Regions from separate parts of the Mus musculus genome. Here all the other regions are linked to region 1. Evidence: chromatin contacts called from public HiChIP or PLAC-seq and promoter capture Hi-C data. All regions are on one chromosome and are shown on one strand. Each heading gives the region's core, a stretch centred on a gene start, on an enhancer-like site or on the middle of the called end of the contact. The rest is flanking DNA. Distances are from core to core; before and after follow the strand shown.

Region 1 (4,794 bases), core at 769-3,268:
TTGGAGGGAAAGAAGTTACCAGCTTCCCAAAGCTGTGCTCAGACTTCTGCATGTACGCATGTGCTACGTCTACATTACATGTCATATACACCCCCCACACACACACACCCACACACACATACACACACATAATTTAAACAATAGGCCAGGCATGGTGGTGCTTACAAGACAAAAATTACCTATAATCTTTCTTGGTTATTATTATCACTATGTTGTTGTTGTGTTTTTGAAAGAACTTCTCTGTAGAGCCCTGGCTGCTCTAGAACTTGTTCTGTTGACCAGGCTGGCCTTGAACTCAAGACATCCGCCTGCCTTTGTCTCCCAAGGGCTGGGATTAAAGACGTGTACCACCAGCATCTGGTTGTGACTAACCGTTTTAAAGTCCAATGTATGTCACGTCCTATCAACCTGAATCTGGAGTTGGCCACATCATGGTTATATAACCTTAATGAGGTTACCTGGCATCTCCCACTCTCAGTCTTTACCCGTAAAAGGGTAACGGCAGTACTCTTAGACAAATGCCCTATCACTGAGCAATATCTACAGCATTTGTTAATTATTGTTACTTCTGTGTATGAGTGCTTTACTGCGTGTTCATCTGTGTATCTTGCAGGCTCAGTGCCTGTGGAGGTTGGAAGTTGCTATCAGAACTGCTGACATTAATGAGTAACAATAGGGGGGCCCTGGGAATCAAACCTAGGTCTTTTGGAAGAGCAAACGGTTCTCTTAACCAACCATCAAACCATCTCTCTAACCTCCACAGCCTTTTATGGAAATAACCTTTTGAGACTTAGTCTCACTAAATTGCCTTGCCCAGGGGCTCACTCTGAGTCCTTGAAATTTCCAGACTCCACAATAGCTGGAATTACAGACCTATAGTCGTCATAAGTGCCTGGAGTATAGTAATCACTCAGCATTAGCTATCATTATTATTATTAGTTACAGTTAGACAGGGCCTTGCTATGCAGCCCTGTCAGTTTTGCAAACTGGCCTTGAACTCACAGAACTCAGATGCCAGCCGGGCGTGGTGGCACATGCCTTTAATCCCAGCACTTGGGAGGCAGAGGCAGGTGTCGGATTTCTGAGTTCGAGGCCAGCCTGGTCTACAGAGTGAGTTCCAGGACAGCCAGGGCTATACAGAGAAACCCTGTCTTGAAAAACCAAAAACCAAACCAAACCATACGGTACAGAATTATGTTCTGTTTTTGTGTAGGAAAGGTGGGGACTGAACTCGCCCCATGCGTGCAAGACAACTCTACCACCAAGCTAAGCGTAGCCCCCAAGTTAAAGATATTTAACGTTGGGATATGACGGCTCACACGGATATTCTCAGAACTCAGGAGGCAGGGGGAGTTCAGAGCGATGCCAGCATGGTCTACCCAGGGCGTGGAGGGCACGACAAGTTCATAGGGCAGTCATGTATATGATTTCGGACAGTACTTTGAAAAAGACTTATAATGACTTTCAGTTACTAGTACCTAAATACACACACAAAAGAACTTGGAATTCCAAGTCACAGTACCTGGATTCCAGTCTATTAGGGGTGGCAGCGGGGGGAGGGGGGGACGGGGCTCAGTGGAGGTAACCAGGTAATAAACCCATCATACAAAAAGTGTTCGTGTCACCCTACACTGATACGTTAAGTGCAATCCTTGGGCAAATTCACTTTCGAGACTGTCAATGGGAAGGAAGAAGTCGGTCCACTCGCTAGGCTACTGTTAAATAAGCGAGGGAGGGCAATGTCCCTGCCAACGTTCAACAGCAGCGCTCCGGTGCTCGTGCCTCGTCGCTGGGTCCCAGCTAGGGCCGGCCTCTCGGCGCCCTGTCCCGGGGCGGCGGCGCTCACCTGGCGCCGGTATAAGGTCGCCGAAGGGTTCATGGATGACTCCCCCGCCCCCAGAGAGAGTTGGTGCCAGCAGCGGGTCACCTCCGAGACGCCATAGGCGCACGGCCGCAGCGGCGGGGGCAAAGCCACAGCCCAGGACGGCGCGCCCTCAGAGCTACGCATGCGCGCATGCGCACTCAAACCGCCGGGCCAGCCGGCGGGCCGCACTCGGACGTTGCGCAGGAGTGATGCTCTCGCGAGACTTGCGCCTGTGCTCGCTCGCGGATCAAGAACGTGAACCTATATTCATTCCCACGCCGGAAGCCTTCGGCCCCTCTAAGGTTCCCAGAGCGTCGCAGCGGGAAAGACGAAGTGAATTAAAAGCCGTTTCTAGGTCCCAGTGATCCTGGGTCCCTCCCTGTGGATGTTTAGTCTGAAGAACCGGGCCGGGCTCTCAGCACTGGTCTGAACCAAGATCATTGGAGACAGAGGGTCTGCCAGTCAATCGATCATCGATCTGCTCTTAGTAGTGATGAGAACCGTGACATGTTATTATTTTTTAAAAAGATATTTTAGTAATTATATCATTAATATATATAATATATTTACTATATGTAAGTACACTGTAGCTGTCTCCAGACGCCCCAGAAGAGGGCGTCAGATCTCATTACGGATGGTTGTGAGCCACCACGTGGTTGCTGGGAATTGAACTCAGGACCTTCAGAAGAGCAGTGAGTGCTCTTAACCACTGAGCCATCTCTCCAGCCACATTTACCATAATACTGCTGGATCCCGCGGAGAAACGACGGAGACCTACGGGAATTCTGGGTCTCATTATTTCCATGTTTGTGCATTCCCGCATCAGTGCAACTTCCAGAGTCTCCCTCCAGAGGCCTTCCATCATCACCTTTGAGGCAGGTCCACCACTTATGCCAGAAGGGCTATCCAGCCATCCTCTTCCCAGGCTCTAGGATTTCGGCCTTTCGTTTTATGGTTGTTAGGGAGTCAGAAGGGGGTGGGGGCAAGCAGAATAACCCTGGACCCTAAGAGCTATTTCCACCCAGGCCTGACCACCTGAGAATTATCCTAGGATTCCACAGTGGAAGGAGAGAATTCAAAGTTGTTTTATCTCTGCACACCAACACACACTCACACCAAAATAAATGAACTTAAAATTATATGTGTGCTAGGGATCGAATCTCTGTCACCATCAGGATGCAAACTCTTTACCACATGCTACAGACCTAATAAAAATGTAGCAAATGAGTGGCGCACACCTTTAATCCCGGCACTCAGAAAGCAGAGGCAGGCGGATTTCTGAGTTCAAGGCCAGCCTGGTATCTACAGAGTGAGTTCCAGGACAGCAAGGGCTACACAGAGAAACCCTGTCTCGAAAAACTAAAAAGTAGCAAATGAAAAAGCAAAAAGATTAAAAAACTAGCCAGGTGTTGATCACACCTTAAATCCTTAAATCTCCGGAGTCAGAGGTCCTAGTTCAAGGCCAGCCTGGTCTACAGAGCAAGCTCTAAGACAACCCAAACCCAAAACAAAACAAGATTATGACAATTAGAATTAAAATCAACCTTTAAAACTAGGGGGAAGGTTAAATTTCAAGTGAAAGGAAAAAAGTCACATTATCAATAAGGGCAATTTTAGACTACTTTCTAGCAGTAACACCTGCTGATGATAAGGATAAGGGTTGAAAATGCATTTTTCAAGAACTGTTTCAGGTCTGGAGAGATGGTCTCAGTGGTTAACAGTGCTAAGTGCCATTCCCAGCATGCAAATGGGCAGGCAGCTCACAGCCACCTTTAACTCCAGCTTCAGGGGCCCCTACAGGTTCTTCTAGCTTCTGTTGGCATCGTACCCAAAGGGGGCACAGTCTGTGGACACTGACCTGTCTTCCATGAACACCGAGGGTGTAGTACCTATACCAGGACTCTTACAGCACCAAGAAACCACCACCAGAATACACACTGGATAGCCATGACTGGTGCACTTGATTTGCCAAATGTCCCCACTTAGCCAAATTCAGTTAGCGAAGAATTTCATTTTTAACTTCACTCTTATTTTTTTTTAATATTTATTTATTATATACAGTGTTCTGCATATATATCTGCATGTCAGAAGAGGGCACCAGATCTCATTACAGATGGTTGTGAGCCACCATGTGGTTGCTGGAAATTGAACTCAGGTCCTCTGGAAGAGCAGTCAGTGCTCTTAACCTCTGAGCCATCTCTGTAGCCCTTAACTTCACATCTTTATTACACATTTTATTCTAAGACTTTAAAGCAAACAAAAAAAGCATCCTTTCATTCAAGGAAGGATGTTTTCACATAATGATTTCGTGGACTCTACATTCTTGAAGGAATCTTTAACAACTTGTGTTTGTGACGCTACAAGCATGGTAGGTAAGCACTTCTGCCCAGCTACATATATTCCCACACTTAAGGCATTTAAAAGATAAAAGACTTTCACATGTTAACACCTGATTTTCAAAACTTAAGTTCACCCGATTCATTAAAATGACTAGTTTCTCAGTATGATAGTTTAATTGCTATTTCCCAAACTATAGACTGAAAACAGATAGAAGCTGTTTTTAACTGGTTAGAATTTTACCCCACGGTAAATAGGCAGAGTAAGAGTTCCTGGCTCTGCTGAGCATCTGTCACTCCCAACAGGAAGAATAAATGTCTAAAACAAATTTGCAGTCTTAGTCAACATCACCAAACAGGTTCCTAATATTCTTGGAAAAGGCATTTTCAAATATATAGTATCCTACCACAGGCTGCACCATTTCTGTACCCAGTCTGTACTATTTATAAGCTCCAACATTGTAACATTGCCTGGCACCCTCATCCATGAGTTGTATCAGGACTTGCCCTTAGCTTATGATAGTGTTGAAGTGGTTTACTGGGTCAAACAGTGCACAGGGTTCTAAGGCGTTTAACACACTGTACCAAGTAATC
Region 2 (4,358 bases), core at 1,376-3,875, 700 kb after region 1:
CTGACCACAAACTCAAGAGATCCACCTGCCTCTGCCTCCCAAGTGCTTAGAATAAAGAAATGAGACATCACCACCCAGCTGGGAGCCTGTCCCTAAAATAATAATAATAATAATAATAATATGAAATAAATCAGAGCAGACAAATTTTAAGATTCAAGCCCTCAGCAACCAAAAAAAAAAAAAATTAGCCAGAGGCAATTAACATACACTCTTACCTTATATTTAAGAGAAAATAGTTATAGTTTTTCCTCTTTTGATTTGGTTTCTAATAGGTTTGTGTGTATGCAGATGCCACACATGTGCCAGTCAGAGGATAATCTCAAGGGGGCATCTCAGGAACACTATCTACCTCCTTTGAGACATGCTGTCTCACCAGCCTACAGCTCATCAAACAGGCTGGACTGGCTGCCCATAAACCCGGGCATCTTCTGTCTCTGCCTGTCCAGTTGGGATCCCAGACATGGACCAGTAACAGCCTTGAGTTCTAGGGACCAAACTCAGGTCTTGAGGTCTCTGCGGTATGCATCCGACAAACCGAGCTATACTCCTAGCCTCCCCAAACGCTGGTTTGTTCAGACAGGGTCTTGCTGTTCCACTATATAGTCCTAGAGCTCACTGTGTAAAACAGACTGGCCCTGAACGTGTGGCAATCTCCATGCTTTTGCTTGCTTCGGGCTGCAGGTATGCAACACCACACCCAGCTAAATAGTAAAGGGTAGGCCAATACCAAAAGACAATACGTGAGATGTCTGATTCTACTGGAGTTAGGCAAGTTACTGCAGTTTAAGAAATTGCTTTTTGCCAGCCGATGGTAGTGCACGCCTTAAATCCTAGCACTTGAGAGGCAGAGGCTGGTGGATCTCTGAGTTCAGGACAGCCAGAGCTACAAAAAGAAACTCTCATTCGAAAAACAAGACAAAACAAAACAAAAAATTGCTTTTTATCTGTTTTAAGCTTTACCAAGCCGGAGGCCTGTGACTTTAAACAAGTGACTTCTCCTTTCATACACACACACAGATATATGTGTATACACACACACATATACATACATACATATACACATACATATATACACATATATGTGTATCCATACATACACAGATATATGTGTACACACACACACACACACACACACACACACGGGTTTTTGTGTTTTTTTTTCTTTAAAGAGATTTGTGTCTGTTTAAACGTCTCCACGGGCGTGTGAACTTACACAGTAGTAAATTCTGGATCTCAACTCCAGTCCTTATGATGGCCAGTGCCTTTAAACCACTGAGCCATCTCTCCAGCCCCTGACTCCGCCCCTTTGAGCTTCAGGGACACAAGTTAACAATACTGCTGTGACAGTTTCCTGGCACAGCACACATACAAGATAGTACCTTTCAGGCACATGGTCAGCACCTACCTGGCCTGTAGAACCTCTATATGACACCGTCATCTGGCACCCATCACCCAGATGTCATTGTGCCCAGCAATGAGTGTGATTTAGCCTCCCCTTCCTCTATACACTGACTTGGGGTTTTATGAAAAATATATCTGCTTAGGAGGTAAACAGATCACAGAGCCAACCATTCCCCCTTCCTAACTGGGCAAGCATTGGCTCCACTCTGGCCCTGTTTCCCCTTTTACAGTAAAGACAATGTGCTTAATCTGGCTCCACTTAAAAGAGCAATTAGCAGAGGTGAGGGTTTTCTTAAAATCCAGAGTCTTTTCCCTATCCCAATTAGAGTCTGCATTTCATTTTTACTTTTCTTTTTTGTTTTTTTTTTTTTTTTTTTTTTTTGGTTTTTTTTTGAGACAAGGTCTAATATAACCCAGGACAGCCTCGAGCTTACTATGTAGGCAAGAATAACCCTCAAGTCCTGATCCCCCTGCCTCCACTCTCTAAACGCTGGGCTTAAATAGGGATGCCTCCCCTGGCTACAACGTGCATTTTAACAAGATGCCCAATTAATTCTCCCAGTTGACATTTATAAAGTCCTAAAGAAAAGCGGGTGGCGAGGCCAAACCTGGTAATGTCACCTACAGAAAGTGACAGTAGCGATTATCACTATGCCTCAGCAAATAGTCTATCCTTGCGACCGAGGCAGTTTCACTAAGGCCTATATCATGGTTGCACAGGCCCGCGATTCCCGCACTCAGAAAGATGAAGCAGGAGGATCACGAGTTCGAAGCCAGCTTAGGGGCTGCGTTAAAAACAAACAAACAAAAAACTTTAAAATGCAAAGTTAATGCTTCCGAAAATGAAAATTAATCCCACGTAAAGAAAAAATGCTTAAAGGGGCGTGTGGCACGCAGCAAAGACCCCCTCTAGGACACTGCTTGGCAGCGACCCCGAGCCTCGTCCGCAGGCCTCCCCGCCACACTCACGCTCTCCAGGACGTCGTAATTAGCCTTGATCTCCGCCTCGATCTCCTCCTTGCGTCGCATCAGATCCTGGATGTCGCTGACCGCGGCCGCACGGGCCTCGGAGGACTCTGCCCGGTGCGGAACGTCTTCACCCGACATCGCGGACCTCAAGCTAGAGTTCTGGGTTTCCCGGCTACGGACGCCAGCCGAGGCTGAGGCTACGGGTCCTCCCCGGGGCCAAAACAGCTCAGCCAACGCGCAAGTACGGAAACAGATGAAGGGTGGAGCTTGGAAGTGGGCGGGGTCACCGGCTAGATAGACCACGTGGTTTTCAGATGACCCGGTAGAGATAAATAGGCCCATAGAGGACATAGGTATTTACTCCCACTTTATCCTGACTCATTTCCACTTTTCTTGTTCATTCCTTTCTTTTTCATTCTGTCCCCGTCCCTCCATCCGTCCGTTTCCCCACCCCCCCACCCCACCCCGTTTTTCAAGACAGGGTTTCTCTGTGTATCCCTGGCTGTCCTGGAACTCACTCTGTAGACCAGGCTGGCCTCAAACTCAGAAATCCTCCTGCCTCTGCTCCCAAGTGCTGGGATTAAAGCCACCACATCTGGCTTACACTTTTTTTCATTCACTCATCTGAAGGCTGAGTAAACTGGATACCAGCTGTATAAATGTAAGAGGATCCAGTCTTGCCAACCTTGACACTTCAGTTCTTAACATCTACGAAGCCCCTGAGTGTTTGAAAGAGGCTTTCAAGCGATTTGTTTTTTGTTTTCTGTTTCTTTTCTTTTTCTTTTTCCAGACAAGATTTACTGCATCTCAGGCAGGCCTCTAACTCATTGTGTAGATGAAGGCGACCTTGAAGCTCTCCCCAAGTTTTTAGAATATTCTATTTCTTATTGTCATGATCACAGACACCCTCTAACCCCCCACTCCCATTCTATCCATTTCGCACCTCCCTCAACCTATCCTCATCAAAACTTCAAGACCTTTTTTTTTTTCCTTCTTTATAACCTAGTGTGCCCAGTGCCTTTGAGCATCTGATACTCCATCTGCTCCCTCCACAGGCAGGGATTACAGGCATGTACCACCAGGTATGGTTTATGAAATATTGGGGATCAGGAACACTCTACCAACTCAGCTATATCCCCAGCCACTTTCGGGCTGGGGATCCTCATGGTACAACCTATGTTCAAAGTTGGACCATTAACACCGACTATATATATTCCATGTGACCTTAAATAATTTCACCTTCTGCTCTCTGACCTTATTGTGTGACACTAACAGTAATATCTCTCGCTCTTTTTTTTCATTTTTATTTACTAATTTATTCCCTTTGGATCCTGATCAGAGTACACACACCCTAGCAACGTGTCTCTTAAGGGTGTCCAAGTATTTATTGACTTTCACCTCTGTCACGAGGTGCTGGTGTAACAGGCCCCCAGACCTTAGTACAACCGACTCCATAAAGAAAGTACCACTCAGGCTGGAAAACACAGCACACAGACAGCACCACCTGCCAAAACTAAAACAAAGCCGGAAGCCATCCAAGTCCACAGCTGTGGGAAAGTCTCTCCATGCACGAACCTTGCTTTTTGGCTTCAGTGGTTGTGCTCCTGGCTAATTGCTCTTGTGAACTAAGGTATATCACCCCAGGACCCGGTTTTTGTGCTCAAAAAGCTTACCCTGAAAAAGGCTCAGTGCTCCACTGGGGTCCCAAACACTTAGTGTTGTACTGGCTCACTAATAAAGACTATCAGATTAAAACTCTATCTGAGCAGTCTCCTCTCATGAATTCCCCACAAGACTGAAGTGGTAAAGAATATGAAACTGTGTCAGGCCTCTATAAATGTAGGTAAACATAGAAACTGGGGTGTGGGGTAGAGAGATGGTTCAGAGGTTAAGAACATACTTAAAGCTCTTGCAGAGGGCCTGGGTTCCCAGTACTTACATGGAAGCTTACAACTGTCTGTTACTCTAGCTCCAGGGTCTCCAATGCC
Region 3 (4,357 bases), core at 119-2,618, 940 kb after region 1:
GGGTGCAAAATGACCTGCTTTAGCTTGTACGCCAAGCTAGCGTCACCTGGGAGGTCTCTCAGAACATCCTTGTGATGCTGTCATTAGGCCCTTGCAAGAAAGGAAGAGGCCCGGAGGGAAACAAAGTTTAGGGCCAGCATTTCTCTCAACTTAAAGGAATTCCAGGACCACTGAGGGTCAGTCAATTCTGGAAGCAGTCACAAGCACTACTTAAAAGACGGAGGAACATTGGGGATCTGCTACTCCAGGAATATTCACAAAGGCTGCCCCCCTTCTCCGCTGAGAAACAATATGGATCAATCAAGGTTGCTGTACCCCAGAAAGCCACAAACAACCACCACTTTTCTCTTAAACTGCCACACGAGAGAGGCTTACCTTTTGCCTGCCTGCATTAGAGACGCTGAATCCGATTCTCTATTCCCTCCTGTGTATCGATTTATCTCTTCTCAGCGAGTGTAGAGACTTTTTTTCCTTTCTCTTTAAAAGCCCAACTTCTATTTCAGGGCTGTACTACCGAGGCTATCCGAATGAATGAACCAAAGGCTTTCTTCCGGTCAGCTGCAGTCTGAAAAGGCTGTGGACTGGCTGTATTTCCTGTACCTGTGCGTGTGTCTCCATATTATTATTTCAGCCCCGGGAGTTTAAAAGTTATGCAGTCTGTACAGATACAGTGCTGAGGTAATTTCTTTCTGAGCCCCTCAGATGCCTCCTCCATATGGCAGGTTCGCAAATGGATAAGGGTCTGGACAGGCTGGCCCCTCCCCCCAGGCATGCAGTAGAAAAGCAAAACAGAAAAAGAAATCACACATACAAAATACTTTGAATTTAGGTCGCCAGCATAGGTAATGAGGAAAGGTGGGTGAAGGAAGAGAGGGACAGCCCTGCGTAACCCAAGCAAGAGGGGGCAGGGGCAGAGGTGGGGGGTCGTTTTGGGGGGTGCCAGGCCCCGGGGGCTTTCACGCCAGCAGGCTTGGCTAGCATTTCCGCGCCTCCCGCTGAGGCCATCCGTGCAAATCTGCACCTCCCTCCCCACCCCCTCCTCTCTTTCCCTCCCTCCCTGCCCCGCCATCTCTGGGATGCGCCCGCCGCCTGCAACTCAGCCCTCCAAAAGTCAGCTCCCGGGCGGCGGCGGCGCCTGCGTGCAGAGGCGCACTCGTGACCCAACAACAAAACAGCGATGCCAAGGCGCTAACAGCGCCCGGTGCGTCCCAGGCTCCCTTCTGGCCCCACACCTCCTACGGCTGCGGTCCCCGACACCCCCAACCCGAGCCCCCCCTTTCCCCAACTAGCCTAGCCGCAAGCTCCGAGCGCGATCGGCAACAATGTTTACGTTCCGGGGATTATGACGTCGACGCCTCCCCCCCCACAACTGCTGAAAATGGTTTCCTAGGACTTTGCAAACGGATCTGCTTAAGTGTTGGTGCAAAACTTTGTAGATATCGGCTCTGGCTTGCTCTATTTATTTATTTTTTTGCTTTCTTTTCTTTGGTCTTCCCTCCTTTCCCCCTCCGCCAAAATGCAGGGGGCAGGAGTGTTGACAATTAATTGGTGAACTCTCCTAAAAAAATGGAGGCAGAGAAAGACTCTGGAAGAAGATTGGTGTGTAGCTTTTTTTTTCTCCCCCAAATCTGTATCTGGTATATGATCGATTTATCTATCTATTTATTTTTTTGGTTGTTTCTTGCTGCCTTTTCTTTCCTTTTCTGTATTTTGCAAGAGGACCGGAAAAAAATAATAAATTGCATGCAAAAGGAAGCAAGCAGCTTACTCCTCCAGTCTCTTGTGAGGCTCAGGGTCTCAGACACTTAAGTGGGGAGGAGGCAACGCCGAAAGGCGTGGAAGGGACTGAGCGGGCTCGGGGTTCGCCTGGGATCTGGGGGGCTGCGGGGCTCGGTGCTGAGCGGCGGAGGGAGGAGGAAGAAGGATGCGGGGAGTGGTGGGGGAGTCTCCTTAGGAAGTGAGTGTGCGCGCGCGCTCGTGGGGAGATGAGGCAGCTGCTGGTGCGTTTTGGGGTCTCTGATAGAAGCTTTGTGGTGGGCTGGCTGCCTCTCTCCCCCCACATTCTTAACCTCCTCCCCTCCCCTCCTCTTCTTGCACTAGCGGTCGGTCGGCGGGGGCCGTTAGGGTCTCAACCCTTCCGTTTCAGCTTTCCAGCTTTTCTGTAGCTCGGGAGCAGCTCCAGCCTTAGTAATGCCGCCGGCCCTGGGTTCCGGCTTCCCGGGTTGGCCGCCGTGGCCGCCAGGGCTGCTGTTACCGCGGAGCCGGTTGCTGCAGCGGCTTCTCTCGGGGCCTACATCTGCCCCGCCAGCTCATACCCGGAGCCCCCTTCAGGGGTTACATAACCAGGCTCCCAGTCGAGTGGGCAAAGCTTAGCACATCACTTGGCGTGGGGGCAGAGGAAAGCCCCCAAATACCATTTCCATAGCTTCCAAAGATGCAAGAAGGGATTGCTTCGTTTAAGGGCAGTCGGGCCTTGGGGGTGTGAGCCCCTTTTTCTGCTTTCCAGCATCTTTGGCATTTGCGCAAAGTTGCTCAGATTGCAATGCTGGGGTGCAGTGGGCGCGCGACTCTTGCACCTGTTCTTGGTGGGCCCAGGGTGAGAGGAGACCCCCCCAAGTCCTCTCAGTAATGTCCGGGGTTCTCTGGTTGGGTCCCCGCAGCGTGCGATTGACCGCCAGAGATACGACGAGAACGAAGACTTGTCGGACGTGGAGGAAATTGTCAGCGTCCGTGGCTTCAGCCTGGAGGAGAAGCTACGTAGCCAGTTATACCAGGGGGACTTCGTGCATGCTATGGAAGGCAAAGGTGAGGCACCCCCCTCTCCTGGCTTCACTCTGCAGAGGGCCAGCGCGCACGTGGGGAGGGAGCTGCCTGTGGCTGGGTTCGTATTTCGCGCCCGCGTCCCCCATTCCAGGGGATCCGGTGACGAAACGAGACTGAGCACCGGGGGTGGGGGTGGGGGTGGTAAGGGAGGAGGGCAGGCAGGAAGAGGGCTGGGCCTGGCGTGGGCCTAGGCCCTAACTGTACCCATCATTAGTACCAGGGTGGTCACTGCCAAGGGACTATTGGACTAAGAGGGACCCAGGGAGGGCGTGAGCGCAGCATCTTCACTCTCCCAAGCCAGTTGCGCTCTCTGTGCTGCCAGAGGTGCAGTGTCTGGCAGGAGCCCTTCCAGACATCCCTGGGACCATTGGCTTGACGGCCTTAGGTTTGAAGGCCCCCCAAACTCCTATCACCTGGGCCCCGCGGGTTAGGAACTGGAATTGGGTTTAGGCAGCGCCTTCGGTTGTTAGGGTTACGCCCCTTTGAGCTTTGAGTCTGAGCCTTGGGTCTGCAGTGCCTTTCTCCCTTCCTGGGCCCTGCCCTGCTGGATTGGAGAAGGGACTAAGTGGTTGTTCAGGGCATTATTGCCACTACCCCCTCCTCCCCAAGCCTGAAGCCTCTAGCGCTTTCTACAACCTTGACAGTCCGAATTAGGGGAGGCTAGTTTGTATATGTGATAAATTACCTGCTCAGGCCTGGAGCTAAGATCCCAGTTCCTTGGCAGTTTGAATGGAAGATTTAGGCACCTCTGAGGAGACAGGGTCTTTTTCCATGCCCGACATGAGAGCTCTGTGTTCTCTGGCCTTTCCGGTGTTAGAAGCAGAAGGTGGACACGCTTCGGTTTTTGAGGGACCTCCTGGCTTTGGGGTTCTCCCTGGCTCTCCTACTGACAGTGTGGCTGAGGATTTTTTCTTAGACATGTTGGGTGAGACTCCTGTTTGAGGCCTTAGGAACCCAGAACCTCCTGAGGGGGTCTTTTGTAGACTCTGGACCCAGAACCTATTTTGGCCTGTAGGATTGGCGTTTGGGAGAAGCTCTGGTTTACCCACGCCTTCCTAGGTTGTGTGGACTTTGTTTTGTTTTGTTTTTGTTTTTGTTTTTCGAGGCAGGGTTTCTCTGTATAGCCCTGTCCTGGAACTCACTTTGTAAACCAGGCTGTCCTGGAACTCAGAAATCCACCTGCCTCTGCCTCCTGAGTGCTGGGATTAAAGGCATACGCCACTACGCCCCAGCTGTGTGTGGACTTTTTTAAAGTTTCCTTTCAATTACTCATTTTCCATTTTGTGTTTTCCCCCCATCCCCCTTGGAAACCCCTGTGCTCGCAGTGGGCTGACAGCAGGGGGAAGCGCCTCCCTCTTCCAGGTTCTGCTTGAGCGGCTGAGGCCTGAAGTTAGCCCTAGAGGAGACTGTCCCCGGCTTTGCATTTTTTGAAGTTTCTCTTTTGTGTTCACCGCCTCCTGGGGCTCTGGTGAAGTTAGGGAGGGGGGGTAGTTTTTTCCCCCCTAAGAAATTTCACCCAAAAAGCAGGGTACCA

The links. Promoter capture Hi-C pulls out the DNA fragments that hold promoters and counts their contacts. HiChIP or PLAC-seq counts read pairs in DNA pulled down with a chosen protein or histone mark.
Region 2: a contact with region 1 is called in a FOXA1 HiChIP or PLAC-seq map of pancreatic cancer cells. The contact joins the promoter of Psmd9 here to the promoter of Ccdc62 in region 1. A contact is called at or near these places in 3 of 39 promoter capture datasets (liver and pre-B cells) and 2 of 115 datasets of contacts at active chromatin or transcription factors (astrocytes and pancreatic cancer cells).
Region 3: a contact with region 1 is called in a promoter capture Hi-C map of liver, with 2.7 times the contacts expected there. The contact joins the promoter of Kdm2b here to the promoter of Ccdc62 in region 1. A contact is called at or near these places in 3 of 39 promoter capture datasets (hippocampal neurons, liver and pre-B cells) and 1 of 9 other capture datasets (pancreatic islet).

What each region holds. Positions count from the first base shown.
Region 1 is chr5:123,927,913-123,932,706 of GRCm38.p6, reverse strand. Ccdc62 (coiled-coil domain containing 62) reads right to left here and starts at 2,018. Exons shown (of 13, transcript NM_001134767.1): 1 at 1,847-2,018. The coding sequence starts at 2,008. It overlaps Denr (density-regulated protein), which reads right to left. Exons shown (of 8, transcript NM_026603.4): 8 at 3,875-4,794.
Region 2 is chr5:123,226,457-123,230,814 of GRCm38.p6, reverse strand. Psmd9 (proteasome (prosome, macropain) 26S subunit, non-ATPase, 9) reads right to left here and starts at 2,625. Exons shown (of 6, transcript NM_026000.2): 1 at 2,371-2,625. The coding sequence starts at 2,508.
Region 3 is chr5:122,986,110-122,990,466 of GRCm38.p6, reverse strand. Kdm2b (lysine (K)-specific demethylase 2B) reads left to right here and starts at 1,368. Exons shown (of 23, transcript NM_001003953.2): 1 at 1,368-1,599; 2 at 2,661-2,805. The coding sequence starts at 1,567. A930024E05Rik (RIKEN cDNA A930024E05 gene) reads right to left here and starts at 1,113. Exons shown (of 3, transcript NR_045820.1): 1 at 376-1,113.